2 separate regions of the Mus musculus genome follow, and region 1 is linked to region 2. The links are chromatin contacts, called in public promoter capture Hi-C maps. All regions are on one chromosome and are shown on one strand. The core of a region is the stretch at or near the end of the contact, and the rest is flanking DNA. Distances in the headings are between cores, read along the strand shown. Region 1 overlaps Crb1 (crumbs family member 1, photoreceptor morphogenesis associated). Region 2 holds the start of Atp6v1g3 (ATPase, H+ transporting, lysosomal V1 subunit G3).

Region 1 (6,174 bases), core at 1,095-3,594, 1.1 Mb after region 2:
GGTCACTGTAACTCTTTCCAAGATTTGTTAGACGGTCTAGAGTCAGGGACCTCAAGAGCATCCATGCTCATTGTCAGGCTCTGCCGTTCCCTCATCAGCTCTGGCTTTCTCCTTGATTTTACCCATCTTCACTGGGACTGTGAATAATTGGCATGGACTGCTATAAGCTCTGATATTGTTGGGATATCTATGAAGTAAATCAACCACAAAAGTCTCTAAATTAAGTTCATATGAGTTTAATTTCTGGCTCCCATCCCTGGATATTTTTTAAATTATCAATTAAATTTGACCCTCTGAAGGAAGGGTCTGAACATTTCTGTTTCACATATTTCTGGGTAATTTGTATTCAGAGATGAGAACCAAGATAGGCTATTAGAACACAGGCTGTTGTATTTCTGCAGGTGATTGATGAAGGAGCCTTTGACCATATCCTTGGAGCTGAGCAAGCCTAGCCCAATAATGGCAGTCCTGATTCTTGTGGCCTTATGTTTATTTCATGCAAACTCTACTTTGTAATTACACTTTAAATATGGCTTATAAAAAGCCAAGGTATGAGACTTTGCCTGGTTGCTTAGCCTTATGGGAGCAACATCATGTTATGAGTGGACTTATGGTTGCATTTCAGTGTTTTACCCAGCAAAGAACATTGGCTCTTTTGAGCCTAGAGCAGACACCTTGTTACCCACAGTAATAATACATTAATTGTGAAGAGAAGTGCATTGTTGGTTAACATCTCAGTATTTTGAATACACCCTTGACATAGGTTATTTCTACATTTTGACTGTATAAAAGATTTCAATTAATGTTCAGCCCTAAATAGGAAGTTTATTTCATTCATTCTAAATACTCAGGGAGCATGCTGGAGGGTTAGAAAGCAAGTAGTTTCTGGAAGATAAGGAGAAGGGATGCAAAATGTCACCTTCTTGTGACAGAACCATTGCAATTATAGACTCACAATTGTTGGGAAAGCTTTTACTGAGTCAGCAGCCAGGCAGGGACTCGGGTGTCAGTATTAGAACCCACCGATTTGTAGCCTGCCTTCTTCCTAATATACCACATGATATATTGGGGGCAAATAATGGAGGACCTAATTCAGGTTTGAAAAAATACAAAGGACTGAAAACCAGAACTGTCTGGTCCTGAAAGTGGCTCCTTGAAGTCCATGGACCAAATCCAAAGGTATTTGTCACCTTATCCATCAAGACATGTATTTACTGTCTTTTTTTCTGGTTATGAGAACACTTAAAATTCTTTTTATGGTTGATTGAAGTATACACTATTATCAAGTTCCCATGCAACAACACCATAAAACTTATTTCTCTTCCCATCTCACCTTGTACTCATTTCCCAGCATCTCCTCCTTCCTTATCCATGCTCCACCCTCTGCCAGTCCATGGAAGCAACCATTGTATATCCTATTTGTTGTGTAAGCTATTTTGGATTCCACTTATGAGATTGGCTCTTCATGCCTGGCTTAATTCACTTAATATAATGTCTTCTAGACTCATCCATGATGCTGCAAGTGCAGAATACAGGTGCCCAAGAGATACACGAAATGTTTCTCAACATTTCTGATCACCAGAGAAATGCAAACTGTGATCTTATAACTGTGATATTGGTGGTGTTCAAAATTATGAATAATAGTAGGTGCTGGGGAATTTTGGGGGGAAAATGGAACTCTATTTTATTGGTATATTTTGGGAAACACTATGGAAGATCCTCAGAAATCCCTGGCAATTGGTTTACCATGTGATCTAGTGGCACTACTACTGAATATATAGCTACAAAAATAGGTATTTTAAAAATACCTATTGCCTTCCATCATTCACTAAAGCACTATTCATAATACCATACCTTGGGATATGGTAGCAGCCAGAATCCATCAAGTGGTAGGTTTTATTTAAATATGGCATCTGTACACAAAGGGTACTATTTAATGTTTGTTAAAAACCAAGTCTAAGCTTGCAGCTATGTAGACCTCCTAATGAAGTAGCAGTACTGATGGTTCATACCTGCTCACAGATCCAGCGAATTCCGTAGAGTCCCAGAGATTTTAGCTAAAGCTTGCTCTCTAGTTACTAGTATGTTCTAGAACTTGGCTATTTTTATAAGTGACTAGACATATATTATATTGAAAATGAAAAAAGAGTACACATATATTCTTAAATATGAAAGGAATGTACAGGGTGCAGATGTAATTGCACTTACCAGAAAACTCTTGAGGGCAGACACAAGTGTATCTTCCTATCTCATTGAGGCACACAGCCTCATTCTTGCAGGGATCAGAAACACATTCATCCACTTCCAAGTCACAATGCCTGCCTTGGTATCCAGGCACACAGAAGCAGGAGTAGCCATTGATTCCATCCTGGCACATAGCCCCATTGTGGCAAGGGCTAGAAGCACACTCATTGTGATCAGTCTCACAGAACCTTCCAGCATATCCAGGAGGGCAGATACAGACAGGGTGCTCAGGGTCTTTACGGCAGGTGCCTCCATGTTGGCAGAGGTTCCCTCCACAGGAATTGGTGGCAGTTTCACAGTTCAGCCCGCTGTACCCAGGAGGACACTGACACAGGAAGTTCCCTTCCCCTGGGATTTTCACACAAGTGGCAATTCCTTGGCAGGGACTCGAGAAGCAAGGGTCTTTCAGATCTTCACAGTCTTTGTCCAAATTATTGGCTGTGTCTAAGCAACAATTGTTGTCTTGTGGAAAATGCTTGCACGTAGAATTGTTTTGGCAAGGACCTGAAAGGCACCTGGTATTGTTTTTATTGCAAAATGAATCTAAAACAAAATAGAAAGTATCAAGATTAAATTTGCAAATAGTTGAGGATAAAATTACAGAAAAATTCAAATGTACTCATTAGTGAAACACATTATGGAATATGCTGAAATATTGATTTTTAACTCTTCACTTATCCAGAAGTTTTCTATACTTATGATTAATAAACTAAGATAGGAGCTAAGGTGATGCCTCACCCAGTAAAATGCCTGCCTTGCAAGCAAGAGCGTCTGAGTCCAGTCCCCAGAGCACACAGCTTAAAGGGCAGGTTGGGTAGCAGACACTTAAAATTCCAGCACTGGGGCAGCTAGATCCTTGGGAGTGACCAGTCATCCTAGCCTAATGTCGAGTATGAGGATGATGAGAAACTGTCTCAACAAAGGATGAAGGATAGATATGTCAGGAAGGACATTGGAAGTTGTCTTTGCCCACATCCACACTTGTTGCACACAGGCACATAAATAAATACACAGTGCAACACCCCCCCCACACACACACACATATGCATGCACAGCAAAACTAACTGCAGCAGGGTTCTTCCACATCTTCCTTTCCTCTGTTCTAAGTGCAGTCAGATAATGAGAATGCTGTCAATCTGTCCGGCTACTGAGAATTCTGACACCCATCTTCTCTTGTGTAAAACTTTAGGAAATACTAGGAGATCATTTACAAAGCCATCTGTGGAAAAGTTGCCTAACTGAAACACCTATTGAAATGAACCCTATTTCTTGATTTATGATTGAGTGTTTTTTCAACATCTCTATTTTATGCTCCAAAAAGCAAAGCACACACACACACACACACACACACAATCAATAAAGCCCTAGTAATCCAGTGGGTTCCACTGTGCTGACCATCCTAGGACTTCACACACAGTATTTCTCAAATAGTTATGTACATCTCACAGGTTAAAACAGACAAGGTCCCACTGCAGATATATTGAAGTCAAAGGCTTCAAACTTTATTTTCCTGAAACTGTTCTAGGGATCTATCTTTGAAAATATAATTGGAATAATGGTCCCAAGAGAGCGATAGTTCTAAGGCTTTCTCTAAATCGATTGGATATATTTCTAATTTATACTCTGAAGCATTGCGTTCTGGAGGATATTAGAACATCTTAGAACTCGCAAGAAGACTGTGTGTGAGGATGCCTGTAACTCCAGTTCTCAGTAGATGGAGGCAGGTCTTGATTTAAAACCAGCCTGTAGTATGTAGTAAGACTCTGTCATGCACACACAGATACACAACACACACACACACATTCAAAAGGAACTCAGTTATAAATCAGAATTATATGCCTAGCTGTACTACTTATTCAATTTAAAGAGAGGAAAACATTTGTGTGCTTACTTTTTCCCTCCATTTTAAAGATTTTAGGGGACCATGAATGAAAATGGCAACGAAACCAAGAAAGAAGTTGTTTATCCTAGGAAGCTTGTCAGTAATCTAACAAGATAACGACAAGCAGGTTTTACTAAAAGAGAAATCCCAGAACCCCAGATGTGCCACCAGTATCAGCATTAAGCAGAGCGAAAAGTGTAGCCTCAAGAGGGATATGTCAGAGAAGAAAAATGTGGAGTTCTGTGTAGGGGGACAGCAAAGAAACACACCAACTCTAAAACCCAAAGCAATTTTTACTGCTGTTAATTTTGGAGAACACTAAAAGCTGCACAAAAAAGAAAATGAAGTCAGGGTAGGTCGGTAAGTGAAATCAGTACACAAATAAAAGAGAAAATAAAGCTCTCATGTAGGAGAATAATCCTTTACTATAAAATAATATAAACTGTAACAGATATTGGGAGTAATAGAGGTCTCTCTCTGTGTGTGTGTGTGTGTGCGTGTGTGTGTGTGTGTGTGTGTAACCTGCTAAATAATTAACTCAATTTTTGCCACAGTAGGATGACAATGTTTTGCTTAGTTTAGTTTAGTTTAGTTTAGTCTAATTTAATTTAGTTTAGTTTAGTTTTGTGACAAGGTCTCCCTACACAGCCCTGGCTGTCCAGGAACTTGCTAGTTTGAGGCTGGCCTCAAACTCACAGAGATCCACCTGCCTCTGCTTCTTGAGTGCTGGGATTAAAGGTGTGTACAACCACACCTAGCTAGGATATCAATATTTTATGTCAGTACCTAAAGATGAAATAAACATTTAGGAAATAAATGAAAACAAATTTGTTAGAAAGCACTTCGGGGAGCTTTTCCTGGTATGTGCACCTCGGGCGTGAGAAGCAGGTAGGTGTGTGCTTCATCAGGACCCTAGGGATTTGGAGAGGATTACTGAAGACAAATTTAATAAAGTGTTTGCAAAGCAAGCCAGGTGTATTTAAATCCATCCCCTGTCTTCCATTGTTCTGTTTCTCTGTATATTTTTAAGTGCTTGTAGTATTTGTACAAGTCTCACACCTTCCTGGTGCCATTGACATGGTCTTTGACATAGTGAAGGTCATATCTGTGAATTTGTGAACGTGTGCCTAGATGCTAACAGGCCTTCTCTTAGGTACAATTCAGCATATGTGCGCTGACTGATGAGACCAAATTATCTGTCAGAATGAAAGTTCCACTTTTCAAATTTATAAAATAACTTCAATTTACTAAATGTTGTTTGACATGATCTAACCTAGACAGGCCCTGGACTCAGACTCTTTCTGTCTTCACTGCCAAAATGCTAGGCATGGGATGAAAAAAACTGATTAAATAATTAAATAAGCAGCTAGGGAAAACAGAACAGAGGCACAAACACATGATGGGTGGCCATGACTTAAGGATCATGGCCATTCCAACATTTTCAAAATGCCAGGAAAAAAAGTCACATGTGTTATACCTGGCACACTACATTCTCTCAATGAAAAAGAAAGTGGTTTTAATAATTATTATGCTTTAGAATTAAATATTAATTTTATCATTAATAGAATAAGACTTAAATTTATTATTGGGATTTAGGTCCCAGGAAAAATAGGCATGGAAGATTTGGTTTTCATATGAGCTTTCTAACTGAGAGTGTGAAATTTCACTGGGTGTTTAATGTTCAGAACAAGTCAGACACTACAGCACCTTCTCCTTGCAGTAAAGTTCGCCATCTACTGGCAGTCATAAGATTTTCCTTACAGAGCTTTAAACTTTCCCTCCCTCCCTCCCTCCCTCCCTCCCTCCCTCCCTCCCTCCCTCCCTCCCTCCCTTTCTTCCTTCCTCCCTCCCTCCCTCCCTCCCTCCCTCCCTCCCTCCCTCCGCCCCACCCTCCCTCTCTTCCTCCCTCCCCCCTCCTCCTTTTCCCTCCCTGTGTGTGTGTCAACACATATATATGATCTTTTTTGAATTTCTAGGTTTTGAATTCCTAACAAAATTTATCAGTGTAATACAAAATTAACATTATTGTTCACTATAAAGTGTTAATT
Region 2 (6,345 bases), core at 920-3,419:
AAGATGAAAAATAATTTTCATGAAGTCGTTCTATTTAACATCAAGCCCTCTAAGTTTCTTTTTCTCGGTCTAGCTGAGATATTCAATAAAGCTGCTTGCATAAGAACTTCCTCATAACAATCTCCACTTAACAGTTCACAGAATAACTAAGGATTCCAACATTACAGCTACTGAAAGGTATCACAGTCTAAGATCGGCTGAAATTCAGTAGGAGTGTGCATTGATCAAGATCCATGACATTGATAAATCTATTATCCCATTTGCACTAATTATTATATTAAGCAATAAAATTAAGCATTGTCAAAGTTGATTGAAGGGGCTAGAGGTATGGCTGGGTTGGGTTAGCACTTGCCTAGAGCACTCAAAGTTCTGTTCTCAGTACCCAACAGGCATTAACAAGTGTAGCTATATATGTTTACAACCCCAGTGCTCAGGGAGATCAAAATTTCAAAGTTAACCCTACATAGAGTGAGTTTCAGACCAGTCTTGGCTACATGAGATCTTGTTGGGAAGAAAGGAAGGAAGGAAGGAGGGATGGAAGGAAGAAAGGGAGGGAGGGAGGGAGGAAGGGAGGGAGGGAGGGAGGGAGGGAGGGAGGGAGGGAGGGAGGGAGGAAGGAAGGAAGGAAGGAAGGAAGGAAGGAAGGAAGGAAGGAAGGAAAGAAGGAAGGAAGGAAGGAAGGGAAGAAGGAGAGAGAGAGAAAACAGAGAGGAAGGAGGGAAGAGGAGACAAAGTCAGGTACATTTACACAATGGAATACTACTCAGCTATTAAAAATGATGAATTCATGAAATTCTTAGGCAAATGGATAGAACTAGAAAATATCATCCTGAGTGAGGTAACCCAGTCCCAAAAGAAAACACATGGTATGTACTCACTGATAACTGGATACTAACCCAAAAGTTTGAAATAACCAGGATACAATTAACAGACAACATGAAGCTGAAGAAGAAGGAAGATTAAAGTGTGGAAACTTTGGTTCTTCTTAGAAGGAGAACAAATTACTCACAGGAGCAAATATGGAGATAAAGTGTAGAGCGGAGACTAAAGGAAAGGCCACCCAGAGACTGTCCCACCTGGGAATTCATTCCATATACAGTTACCAAACCCAGGCACTTTTGTGGATGCCAAGAAGTGCATACTGAAAGGAGCCTGATATGGCTGTTTCCTGTTCCACTGGTATAGATGAGACACTTGAAAAGATTAGGAAAAAATAATCTTTGAAACCTTAAAAGGCTTGGCCCTCCTTTTTAAATTTGTGTTTAAATCCAGGCACCTATTGGAAGAAATTGCACCTGACAGACTAAGTGACAGAAGTTTTTCAAGCTGAAGTCCATGAAAAACCCACTGGTGGGTCATACCATCTAAGTGAAAAAGGAACCAACCCCTCCTTTCCAATACAAGCATTGGATGCATAGAAATGTTACGTTGCATTCTTTACTTGAGTAGCTTTCTTATTTGTCTCTTACTGTACAGAATCAGGTGAAATATGTGGACATCACTGTACATTGTGCATAGATGGACATAGATACAAAGTAACAGAAAAGATATGCCTAAACTAACCTCAAGTGCAGGACAATAATCCCTCCTATTGTTGCCTGAAGCACTGTAGTAAGATCATCATGAACTCCAACAAAGCCTTACAAGAGAACAGCATAAGGTGCCCTAATGGTCTTCCTTTTCTACCTGAGGCCTAGGACAAGAAGAAAATAGATCTTCACCCACAAAGACAGACAATCTCTTTCCTTGAAGAAGGAAAATCAATTTTCCTCAAGCAGATAATTCAATCACAGAGACAGATAAAGGCCTGAGAAATTATTGCAAATACAAGGTGCAGGGAGAAACATTGTAACCTGAAAGGCAATTCAGCAACAGGTCAGTATTGGGATGTGGGGGTATATGGTGGCAAATATTGTTCCTAGAGATGTCCTACCTATTTCTTTAAGGAAACCTGGGAGCCCTGTATAGTTGCCTTGTTAATACAGAGCTCAAGTCAGTGACAGTGAATTGCCAGTGTCTTGGAGTCACTAACTTGTTTTCCTGGATTCCTCCTTGAGCTCACCTTGGCATCCAACTCTTTGATCCAATCAGGCAAGTTTGGAACAAACACCTATGTGTTCACTGTTGACAAAACAAGTTGAAAAGGACCCGTATCTCCCAGCTTCCACCGAAGTCACCTTCCTTGGAGCAAGACACCATGACCAGCCAGTCTCAGGGGATCCAACAGCTCCTGCAGGCAGAGAAAAGGGCCAAGGACAAGCTAGATGAGGCAAAGAAAAGTAAGTGTCACCCAAGGGGCTGGTCAGAAAATGCAGAGGGACGAGGGAGAGGACCATGGGAGTCCTTGTCAAGCAGACCTGGATTTGAACTGTGATGTTACTACTTTCCTAGTGAAACCTTAAGCCATTAGGAGGAACTCTGCAGCTGCATGTTCCACACTCCACACCAGGAAGGGGTTTTTGTTAATTGGGGTGGATGCTTTTGAGAGGCCGTGTGCAAAATGAATAGCTCTGAGGTTATGGATATAGGCTTAAGCCTACCTCTGCATCTTCTTTTACACACTTACACCTCAGTTGGCACCATACTGTGAAATGGTGTAGAGACAGGCAACTTTCTGATCAAGTCCATCACTAAGCAGTAACTCTTTCCCTTCCTTGTGGTGAATTGGTTTCTGAACACCCAGCCACGTGAGCACCAACAACAGAGGAGAAGATTCTAATAGGAGTGACGGCAAAGAAAGGGAAGGAGGAAGACAAGTTAAACCAATTTGCTTGATGCTTTTTGAGCAGCTATTTACAGTTTCATTAAATTGAGATAACGTTTAACAGCTTGCTTTCCCTCTCTGGGTAGCCTTTTACATCCCAACATCTTAAATGTCTCTGTTTTGGTCTCATTTGCTGCCTTCTGATTTAGACATATATATCTATGTTTGCATGTGAGTGTCTTTAACTTTCTTCCTACTCTTATTGACATGCACGGTGTGAGTAAGGCATCAAAACTATTTCTAATTCATGAATGCAAAAAATAGGTTTTATGATTTGCCCAAGGCAATATTTTAAAAGACAAAAATACAACATCAGCTACCATGCTCAGTATTTATTTTGTTTACTTTTCACAATGGTCTTTGTGGAAGGAAGACATGATGCTAAGCAGCATTTTTAGGATGCTCACGGTCACACAGAGAAGACTTGGAACCAATAGGAGTTGGACCAGGTCTCCATCTGCAGCCAGCTCCTAAACAATGCAGTATAGACATTTCATATAGTTTTTATACAAGACTGACATCTTGAATTCTGGTTCCCTAAGCCAAGATCTATGTTTTTCCAGGATTCTCTCTATCATTTACTAATATGTAACAATTTGAAGTGTCATTCATCTTTATAGCATTTTCCTGCTTTGTCTGCAGATAGATTCAAAATCGGATAGGAAGGGGGTTGCAGTGTCTCTAAAATGTTGCTTATGTGACTTCTGGGATGTCAGACAGGAAGCAGGCAGACAGTGTTCATTCTCTGGTGTTTGCAGTGGCAGTAAAACCCTTCCCCTTTCTTATGGTGAATTGGTTTCCGAACATTCTGCCATGTGAGCACCACCACAACTCTAGAGGGGTGACAGCAAAGGCAGGGAAGGAGGAAGGTACTTAAAACCATTACTAACACTCTATATCCTTTTGCCATGACAAAACCATGCATGCAATCGCAAGAGAGTGTGAATGCAATAATGTTACAGAAAGGCAAGCAATCCAGAACCTACCAGTTTAAATAGTCTAGAAAATTCTCAAGCCTTGTATTCAAATATCTCTACTCATAATTAAAATTCCTGGAATAATAAACTATTATAAGATACAATAGACATGGTATCTTTGTTCCAAGGATGGTACTGGGCACATATCCGATCAATATTACTCTGCGGTTCCAATAAATCTTGCCAACTCTACTCAAAGTGCTTAAAGAAGAAATATCACTAATTATGCAAGTTGTTTAGGAGTGAGTGCCACTGAGGATGCTGTGCTTTGGAGTTCATAGTGAATACGAACACCAAGTTTCTTTCTCCCCCTTCAGTGACTATGCTGACCTTGGGCAATCATTCCGCAGAAATCATATTGAAACTGCATATTTTATTATCTGTGCTCCAAAAAGTCATTTTATTAATGGACACCTTCGTGTGTATGTGTGTGCTGTGTGTGTGTGTGTGTGTGTGTGTGTGTGTGTGTGAGTGTGTGTGTATACACAAATTTATTTTATATACCATGTCTTGGCTCCTGAATATCCAAGCCAGTAGTCACCCAAGAGTTAATAGTGACCACCTAATCAGTCTATAATAGTAAATGGCACGTATTTCAAAACAATTTGAAAAATATTTTGACTCCCAGCACTGCTGAGCTAAGACTTCCAGAGCATGTCAGGATGTCCTCTTCGTGCCATGAAGAGACTTTGGCACAGGCTGCCCTAGCAAGGCTGTTTTGCCCCTCCCTGTCAGCAGGTGGCAGTTTGATTACAGCAGCACCAGGCTTACTCAGTTCTTAAGTGATCTGTGGCCAAGGGGGATGGATGCCTCTGTACATGCCTGGTGTGTGGCCCCTCCTCTCATGTTCCCGTCGTTTTTATTTCACTCATTCCGTTGGGTGAGTGTGCATGTGGTGATGTTGATGGAACCTCATGAGTAGACCTCAGGTCTAACTTATTGAAGTACTTGGTGTGCTAAAGACTGAGTGAACACTGGTTCAAAAGAGATCAAGGAATAAAAGAAACACATATAGTTATCATTTTAATAAACACATATACATAGTTTTTCCCAGAAAAAATGTTCACTTGAAAAATGTGATATATAAGCAGAACAGAGATTTGGAGTAAAGGTTATAAAACATCACTATCCCTTTCTTAAATTTATTTGAAAGTCAGAAACTCAGAAAGTCGTTTGCATTGTGGGTGAGTATACTTTTTTTTTGCATTGTGGGTGAGTATACTTTTGTAAGCGAAAGAAACAGTCAGGAGAGGGAGGAAAGAAAAGGAGAGAGAAAAAAGTATTTAGCATTATTCACTGTTTTGGGAAAATCTAAGAGCAAAGAGATTATGTCATATATATGTTGTGTGGGAAAAAATTAATCTAGCCCATTAGACAGTCCTGCCTTAGATCCCAGCAAGGCTGTCACATAAGAGTTTATAAATGAAAAAAAAAAAAGAGTTTATAAATGTCAGGAGGTGCGTGGTTAAACGGCTATAGACATGGTGCACCAGGAATTCTCTCAAAGTTGCTGAGGCCTGTCCTAAACAGCTCTCAAGTTTCCTCACTGGAGACTGAACAAGATGCTTTGAGGAGAGCAGGCAGGGCTGCAGAACAGGTGAAAAAGTCCAATTATGAGGGAGCAGAGAAGAAAATCCATCCACTGGAAAGAAACGTCTCTATTTCTTGATGTAAAATTTTGAGTCTCTGAGTCCATACATATGCATGTTTTATGGCTATAGTCGTCTATATAATCTATAATCTACACATGTCTTTGAAGAATAAGAAAAATGAATCATACATATACATATGACTGAAAACTGAATATATTACTGAATACGTAAATATATTTCACTTTAATTCCTATCCTAGATGTATAGTGTCAAAAGTAAAAACAGTAGGGAAATGGTGTAGCATGGAGGAGAGATCTGATCACTTCTATTTAGCCTACTGCCAGGTCTGGGACTATGCCTATGCAGGGAAATCTTGACAGAATATGCTTAAGCTTACCAAGGAAGGCTCTGATGAATATTCTTACCTGCTAAGCAGCCACGGTGCTTATACAGGAACAAACAGGTTTACTGCTCTCCTGGAGTCAACATTTGCTCTATACATGTTCACTAATCAAAACAGAAGCCACATGTTGCTTCATACAGCTTACATTTTTACAAGGGAATGTCACAGATTTGCCCTGGAGGTCCAGATCTTGACATTGAGCAGAAGCATCGATCAGATTTGAATCAGAAATCCACAATGCCAGCATCAACGGGAGGGTGGGAGTCTTGTCCTTCTCTGAAATAAATGGTTATTTTATGGCATTCACACTCTTACACATGAGAATGCTCCAGAGCTCCATGTGAAGGAATGTTCCCATGCGTGGTGTTCAACGTCATACAAAAAGCCTGTATTTTTAAACTGTTTTATAACATGTACCATGACCTGTTACAAACACTTTAGTCACCTGCTTTTTAAGCTACAGAGAATGACATATGTGTTCACTTAAAAGCCATAAAGTGCATCATATGATGTACACCAAAAGCTATGGTGAACACTTAAACATTTACATCTGGATATGAGAAAAACTGATCAATCATGGACGTTCCCTGGAGCTACAGACAATTAGAC

Evidence for each region. Promoter capture Hi-C pulls out the DNA fragments that hold promoters and counts their contacts.
Region 1: a promoter capture Hi-C map of pre-B cells shows a contact between it and region 2, with 4 times the contacts expected there. The contact joins the enhancer-like site here to the promoter of Atp6v1g3 in region 2. A contact is called at or near these places in 15 of 39 promoter capture datasets (the 3T3-L1 cell line, 3T3-L1-derived adipocytes, the HPC-7 cell line and 9 more) and 1 of 115 datasets of contacts at active chromatin or transcription factors (astrocytes).

Annotation. Positions count from the first base shown.
Region 1 is chr1:139,334,822-139,340,995 of GRCm38.p6, forward strand. It overlaps Crb1 (crumbs family member 1, photoreceptor morphogenesis associated), which reads right to left. Exons shown (of 12, transcript NM_133239.2): 2 at 2,209-2,787. Among named protein-coding and RNA genes, the nearest start is that of Crb1, 39 kb to the right of the region's middle. Within about 2 kb of position 2,345, at least 8 of the 459 cell types and tissues checked have an H3K27ac peak or open chromatin away from gene starts, as enhancers often do. A contact at or near this core is called in pre-B cells, where this site is marked.
Region 2 is chr1:138,271,569-138,277,913 of GRCm38.p6, forward strand. It overlaps Atp6v1g3 (ATPase, H+ transporting, lysosomal V1 subunit G3), which reads left to right and starts at 2,170. Exons shown (of 3, transcript NM_177397.3): 1 at 2,170-2,279. The coding sequence starts at 2,198.